Regions from separate parts of the Sus scrofa genome. Here region 2 is linked to region 1. Evidence: chromatin contacts called from public promoter capture Hi-C data. All regions are on one chromosome and are shown on one strand. Each heading gives the region's core, a stretch centred on a gene start, on an enhancer-like site or on the middle of the called end of the contact. The rest is flanking DNA. Distances are from core to core; before and after follow the strand shown. Region 1 holds the start of TTC3 (E3 ubiquitin-protein ligase TTC3). Region 2 holds the start of DYRK1A (dual specificity tyrosine-phosphorylation-regulated kinase 1A).

Evidence for each region. Promoter capture Hi-C pulls out the DNA fragments that hold promoters and counts their contacts.
Region 2: a promoter capture Hi-C map of liver shows a contact between it and region 1, with 6 times the contacts expected there. The contact joins the promoter of DYRK1A here to the promoter of TTC3 in region 1. A contact is called at or near these places in 1 of 5 promoter capture datasets (liver), 1 of 47 Hi-C or Micro-C datasets (liver) and 1 of 2 datasets of contacts at active chromatin or transcription factors (skeletal muscle).

The regions. Positions count from the first base shown.
Region 1 is chr13:200,693,908-200,697,416 of Sscrofa11.1, reverse strand. It overlaps TTC3 (E3 ubiquitin-protein ligase TTC3), which reads right to left and starts at 1,793. Exons shown (of 47, transcript XM_021070969.1): 1 at 1,571-1,793. It overlaps PIGP (phosphatidylinositol glycan anchor biosynthesis class P), which reads left to right and starts at 1,987. Exons shown (of 5, transcript NM_001243522.1): 1 at 1,987-2,093; 2 at 2,563-2,666. The coding sequence starts at 2,585.
Region 2 is chr13:201,006,794-201,010,302 of Sscrofa11.1, reverse strand. It overlaps DYRK1A (dual specificity tyrosine-phosphorylation-regulated kinase 1A), which reads right to left and starts at 1,797. Exons shown (of 12, transcript XM_005670334.3): 1 at 1,386-1,797.

The DNA.
Region 1 (3,509 bases), core at 544-3,043:
CCCAAACCCTAGGGTGACTATCCCTAGGCAAGGAGGGGGAGGAACCTAAGAGCACCTCCAATATCTGCAATTTTAGATCCTTTAATAATTAAAAAAAAAATCTGAAGTAAATTTGGCAAAATAATTACATCTGTAAACCCTAGTCATGGATTGGTTAGATTCCCCCTGTTATTTCATAGGTGAAATATCCAGAAGTTAATTAGTCAAGGGTAAGAAAATTAGGCAAGAGTAAGAAAACTCAGCAAATGAATAGCGAGAAACAGACACCAAAACGCAGCCCTTGAGCGCAGAGCACAAACCTTTGAGCAAAAGCAGTTGGGTCTCATAGGTTCGATGTTTCCTTCCCTGTGTATCCTTATAATAAATTCCATTTGCCTTAGGATAAAATGCAAATTTCTTCCAAGACGAAATGTCCTAACTAGAGCTGTAACTACCAGAAAACTGTCCCCAAGGGAGGAGTACAATCTGTAACATGTCTCTACCTTGTTCCCCCAGCCAGGACACTGGCAAAACCAAAAGAGGTAATTTATGTGAACGCCATAAACACTACATGAACCGTTAAGTATTATCAAGAAAGCCCAGGATCGGCTAGAATGTATTTGCCCAGTTGTCGTGTACATATGTTTTGGAAGGAGTCTGCAATTGAAGGGCTTTGAGCGTCCAGGGCTCCTCTGAATCAAGGTACGTCACACTGGCACCTGCCAATATTCACCTACGCCTTGGCTCCATTTTTGGCCCTCGGCCTCCTTATTCCGTCCCCAAAAGGCTGGCTTGACTGGCCCTACTTGACATCTTAAACACTCTGGAACAGCTGGCCAGACCCGCTGCGGTCCCCCCTCCTTATTAGCGTTGGGGGGAGGTAGGATGCTCCGAAAAGGCGAGGGGAGGAGAGAGGGTTGGGTTTTCTCCCCCCCCAATTCCCCTCCACGGACTCGGCAGCCATTCTCACGAAAACAGGTGGCGCAGATAGAAAGAACACAAAACACAGAGGACAGGGCGTGCAAGAACGTTCACGAACACTCGCGAACGAACACCCGAAAACAGATCACGCACTTGACAGGTCCAGGGGCAACAGGCGCGCGGGGACACACGAGGACGCATCCCCCAGCGGACGATGCTGCAGCTGGGGTCACGACTGCAGGAGGCACGGCCACGCGCGCGTGGGGCGCGCACCCCCCCGGAGAGGGGCAGTGACACAAAAGGGGGGGGCCACCCACACTCCCGGGGGCGCCCACGCTGTCGACGAGAAAAACCTGCGCAGACACAAAGCGGCCGAGAGGGGACCCACGGGCGCGTGCCCACGCGCTCGGGCCGGTGCACGCCCCCGCACAGAGCGGACCGAGGGTGTGCAAGCGGCCGGGAGTGCGCACACAAAGGGGCTACTCCCACCCCCGCACACCCCCAGAGGTGACCACATTTGCAGAAAAGGGACACGAGACAAAGGGGACACACCCGCTAGGACCTACAAAGGCTGCCACACACACACCCCCAACGCACCGGCACTCAACCCACGCACACTGCGGGCACCAGAGCCAACGACGCGAGGCGACGCGCACACACCCACACTCACCACACACCCACGGAGGGGGTGTGGAGGGCCCCTCTCCCCGGGCATCTCCGCTGCAGCGCGACAAGGTGACACATCCGGGAGCCCTGCCGCGCGCCAGGTGTGCACTCACCGGGGCCGGCAGCCCGCGAGCCTCGGACGCCGGCCGCCGCCGCCGCCGCCTCGGGCCCTCCACGTCAGCCAGCTGGCGGCGGGGAGCGGGCGGCTGTGCAGGCGGCAGACGCGTCACGTGGGCTGCAACGCACATGCGCCGTCGCACCGCCCGGCCCCCACCTCCGCGGCGACGAGCCGAGCGATCCCGCCGGCCCCCGCGCCCGCGCGCTTCTGCCCAACGAGGGTCGCGGTGCGCCTGCGCGCGGGCGGGGGTTGCCGTGGTGACTCGGCCTTTCTCGGGTTTTCTGTGCTCTCGCACCCTGAGGCTCCCTGGTCAGCGCCTGCGCAACGGACTCAGTGCGGAGGTGGCGGAACTGCTGGGAGTGGCTGCGTGGGCCCAAGGTCTAGGGCCACCCGCGCCTCTCATCCCCAGGTTGAAATGAGAACCATAACCCCGCGAGAGGGCAGGGCACGTTCCTGGGCACCCGAAGCCCCGGCCTGGAGAGGCGGGGCACGCCTCCTATCCTGCCCTGCCTTTCCCTTCCCTTTTCGCACCAAGGCGAAGCCTGCAGAGCTGGAGCGGAATCAGTCCCTCCCCTGCTCCCCCGCTTCCCCGATCCTCCACTGCAGGCTATGCGCGCTCTGATGCGTGTGCTTGTGTGCGCGTGCACGTGCGGTTTGGGGGCTGGTTGCGCGTGCAGGCGAGGTATGGGTGCTCGTGTACACCACTGTGCGGGCAGTCTTGTGTTGGAGGTGTGTGTGCGCAGGGTGGTTGTTTGCAGTGGTTTAGGCTGGGAAGTAAACTGCAGAGGCTGCGCCCGTAGCAAAGCGATGAGGTTATAATAGACCAATGGTGAAGAGGAGTGAATCACTGACAGATGATTGTGTTTTTTTCCCCACAGATTTCCAAAAGCCACAGGGAAAATGGTGGAAAATTCACCGTCGCCATTGCCAGAAAGAGCGATTTATGGCTTTGTTCTTTTCTTAAGCTCCCAATTTGGCTTCAGTAAGTACTTTCCTGATGGATGGCCAGGTCCATTCTCTGGAGTTCAAGGACAAGGAAATGATTGCGTTTGTTTATAGAATATGCACACGTGAACTGTGACTCTTTCTACCTTTGTCTCTTCTTGAGAAAACCTGAAGGGAGCTCTTGTTTGTTCAGAGTGTTCTATATGCCAGACATTAGCGTAAAATATTTAATCTCAAATATTTATGTAGCACCAGACAGGATTGCCAGGTGAATGAAACCTGGTCCCTGCCCTTCAGGAGGTGACGGTTTTGTAGACAAGACATGAGTAAATCTGCAGTTAACACTGTGTTAAGTGCTGTGGGGACCCAGCAGAGAGACGAGACATTAAACTAGAAAATCAGAGTTAGTTTTCTCCCAGGGAATTTGTCTTCAGCATTAAGAAGGAAGAAGTGGGAAGGCCTTGAGCAAAGGCATGGTGGGGCTTGGAAGTAAGTAATGGTTTGGCCCTTGTGGGAGCTAGAGAGCGACAGGAATCAGGTTAAAGAAGGCAGCTGTGCTTTACATTCCCAGATCTCAGGAGTTCCTGATGTGGCGCAGCGGAAAGGAATCTGACTAGTATCCATGAAGATTTGGGTTAGATCCCTGACCTTGCTCAGTGGGTCAGGAATCCGGTGTTGCCATGAGCTGTGGTGGAGGTCGAAGACAAAGCTCTGATTCAACCCCTAGCCTGGGAACTTCCATATACCACGGATGCAGCCCTAAAAAGCAAAATAAAATAAACATTCCCGTATCTCAGTCCGTCCCCATAAGGATCCAAGCCTCGTCTGTGACGACAGCTCACCGCTTTTGACTGGATCCTGACCCACTGAGCGAGGCCAG
Region 2 (3,509 bases), core at 548-3,047, 310 kb before region 1:
GGTGAGTCTCAGCCTTGGGCTCCCGCCGCTGCGCTCCCGCCGGGGCCTCCGCAGCCAGCGCCGCCCCGGCCGCCTCTCTCCGCCCCCGGCGCTCCCGGCTCCGCGGCCGAGCCGCAGCCTTCTCAGTCTCTCTCCGGCTCGCGGTTCCAGCGGCGCCCGGGGCCGGGGAGGCGACAGCCCCCTCCCCGGCAAATACCGCAGTCCCCGGACCCCGACTCCCGGCGGCGGGGCCGCGCGGCCCGGCCCGGCGCGGAGGGCGGCGGCGGCGAGGCCGGGCGCCGAGTCGCGGCTGCTCCCGGCGGCTTCTTCCCGAGGAGGATTTTGTAAATCTCACAAAATGGCGCGCGCTCCAAACCTGCGCAGCGAGAAGCGCCGGGGCCCGAGCGGCGGCGGCGGCGGCGGCGGCGGCTCCTCCGCCAGGAGAGCCAGAACCGCCCGCACAGACAGACAGACACTCACACACACTCACACACACACACACGCACGCACACTCGCACACGCTCACTCACACACACACTCTCACACTCACACCGGTCCCGCCCGCTCGCCGGCGGCGGCAGCGGCACCAACAGCAGCAGCAGGAACAGCAGCAGCAGAAGCGGCGGCGGCGGCGGCGCCCGCACCCCCCGCTCGGGGTGTCCGCTCCCTGAGCCCGACCTGGGCCGCGATCAGCAGCAGCGACGGCAGCAGTCTCCCCGGATCCCCCCGCCGCTCTTGCCGCCGCCACCCCCGCCTCACTCCAATGGGGCTTTTTATTATTATTCGGGCGGGAAGCGAAAGGGTTTAAAAAAAAACCAACCAACAAAATGGCGACGGACCGACCCGGTCGCTATAGCAACTGTCAATCAAAACGCAAAACCCCGGCTGACGTGCTGACGTCCTCCTCCCGCCCCCCGGCCCCAAGCCGGCGGGCGGGGCCTGTTGCTCGGGCAACGGCAGATTCCGTTCCCTCCTTTCCCTCTCCCCCTCCGTCCCCAACCAACCACCCAACCCCCTCAGGTCACGTGAAGGATAAATTCGGAGCTCAGGCCCGCTACGAGTGTCAGAGGAGGGCGCGTGATTCGCTCGGGGGAGGGGAGAGGAGGGGGACGGCCGGGCCGAGGGAGGGAGAGGGCGGAGGAAGGGGGGCGAGGCGGCGGCCGGCCTGTGCTCCAGCGCCCAGGGCCTCCCGGCCGCGCCCCGCCCCGCGCCCGCCGCGCCCGCGCCGCCCGCGCCGACTGCGGCCCGGAGAGCGCGCGCGGCCTCCGCGCCGCCGCCCCCGGAGCCCCGCGCTTCCGCGTCGTGCGCCCGCAGCCCCGCCCGCGCCGGGGGGAGGGGGCCGGGCTCTGCGGCCGCGCGGGGACCCAGGAAGCCCACTCCGGTGCGCCCGCGCTGGGGACTCTCACCTGCATCCCCGGGGACCGCGCCGGCAGCGCACGTCCGCGCGTTTAAACTGTTCTTGGAAGGCCCCGCGTGCCCCCCTCGCCGGAAAATGCCCACGGAGGCCGCGGTGGGGGGTGGGGAAGAGGCCGCCTCCGCGTTTCAGACATCTCAGGAATTCCGGACGCTTCGCCCGAATCCGGGATGCCCCTGCGGCTGACACCTTGATTAAATCATGTCACTCGGCTTTTTGCTGCGGCCAGTGCCAGCGTTCAGAAATCATGGACGGAGCCATCATACAAACTTTTTTAGGCTGTGCATGCTCAGCCGGGCTTTCCCACCGATTTCAAACCCCTCCCCACCTTTCAGGCAGTCTTCCTTCTCCATCGGAATGCCCCTAAAATTAATCGTCTTAGGCTATACCGTATCGTTGTCCAACTCCCTGATTTTCTTTCTCATGCACCATTTCAGTTTCCAGATTTTTAATTCGCCCACAATTCTTGATTAATAGTCTCGCTTTCGTTTATCTTTATTCTGTCTACCCCTCTGGCTGGCTGAATATTACTAGGTGTTCTCTCTCGGCATTGAAACCTAGGTATGGAAGTAGCCATGCTGTACTGGCTACTTTGTAATCAGTAGACAGCCACTGGCTAAAAATTGTATTTTGTACCATTCCTAGTAAAATGGCATTTAATCTTTGCCAAAAAGGATACTATGGATATTATTTTACACCAAGTCCCTAATTTATTGATTGATTTCTAAGCTTGATTTTGCCATCTTATGATAGTGTTCGTATCAATTTTGTCTTAAGCTTGGACTGTTCACAAGTAAAGCAGCAGCAGATACCAGTAAAGAAAAACAACCCCACAGTAAATACTGAGCTCAATCCTCTATGACTCAAGGAAAGACACGAGTGTTTCCAATAAATGTTTCTCTTCTCTGGCTACTGGAACCTTGATTTACTAAGGCATCCATTGAAATTAGCACAGACCGTGAAAGAAAACAGACTAAACTTTAGATAAATTAGGCAAAAAGTAGGCCAATAGCTTAGACCGATTCTCATGGTATCACAAACTGCCATGACTATCAAGAGTTTTTTTGGACTTTCAAAATTGCCCTGCTAATGTAATTAAAGTCCACATTCAACTTGATTGTTTTCTGGTGGGGGGGAGTTAGGGTGGTGGTTTAATTTCCAGTTTATTTTCTGTTAAATTAACTACAACCTGGATTTACATTGCATCATCTTAAACAGGAGGAAGTGGCCAAAAGCGTCCCTGCTGGGGTAAGAGGCTGATATCTTGACGGCTCCCCAGCTTACACTGCCACCTCCTCCCTCCTGCTTCTTTCTCTTCTCCCTGCTCCCCACCCCCATCCTGTTCAGGCAGTTTCACTTCTCTCAGGACCCTTAAGCATTTGCAACCTTTAACACCAAGTTAAATTTGAGTCCGTTTTTTTTAATATATATTTTTATTATTTTTAAGAATTATTTCCCCCAATATAATTTTTTTCTACTGTACAGCATGGTGACCCAGTTACACATACATGTACACATTCTATTTTCTCACATTATCATGCTCCATCATAAGTGACTGGACATAGTTCCCAGTGCTACACTGCAGGATCTCATTGCTAATCCATTCCAAAGGCAATAGTTTGTATCTATTAACCCCAAGCTCCCCAACCCACCCCACTCCCTCCCTCTCCCCCAGTCCATTTTTTTTATTGCTGGTCATGAAGGGAACTTGCGTAATTAATCTTCTAGATAACCTAAAAAGAACATGATAATGTTTCAAGAAATATGCCCTTGTCAAGTCAATCTAGAAGATTCTAGTGGAGGGCAAAGCAGATTCTTGAGCCAAGCAGTAATAGAAAGCATTGCTGGTCTTCGTATCTAGAAGGCTTCACTCTTTCTGCCACTACCACCACCACCACAACCCTTCCCGGAGTGACGGCCTTACACACCATTGACCAATAAACTTTCGTGTCCAGCTTAAAATGCTGTAAAATGGTTTTATATTGGCTTCCCCGAAAAAGTCACCTGTAAATTATGCTTGCCCAAAACAGGTGAACACATGTAGGCAGGAAGGACTCTGATACAGATGCCAGTTTAGCTTTGACCAGGTTCAGTGATTAAACCCTTGTTCTCTCCT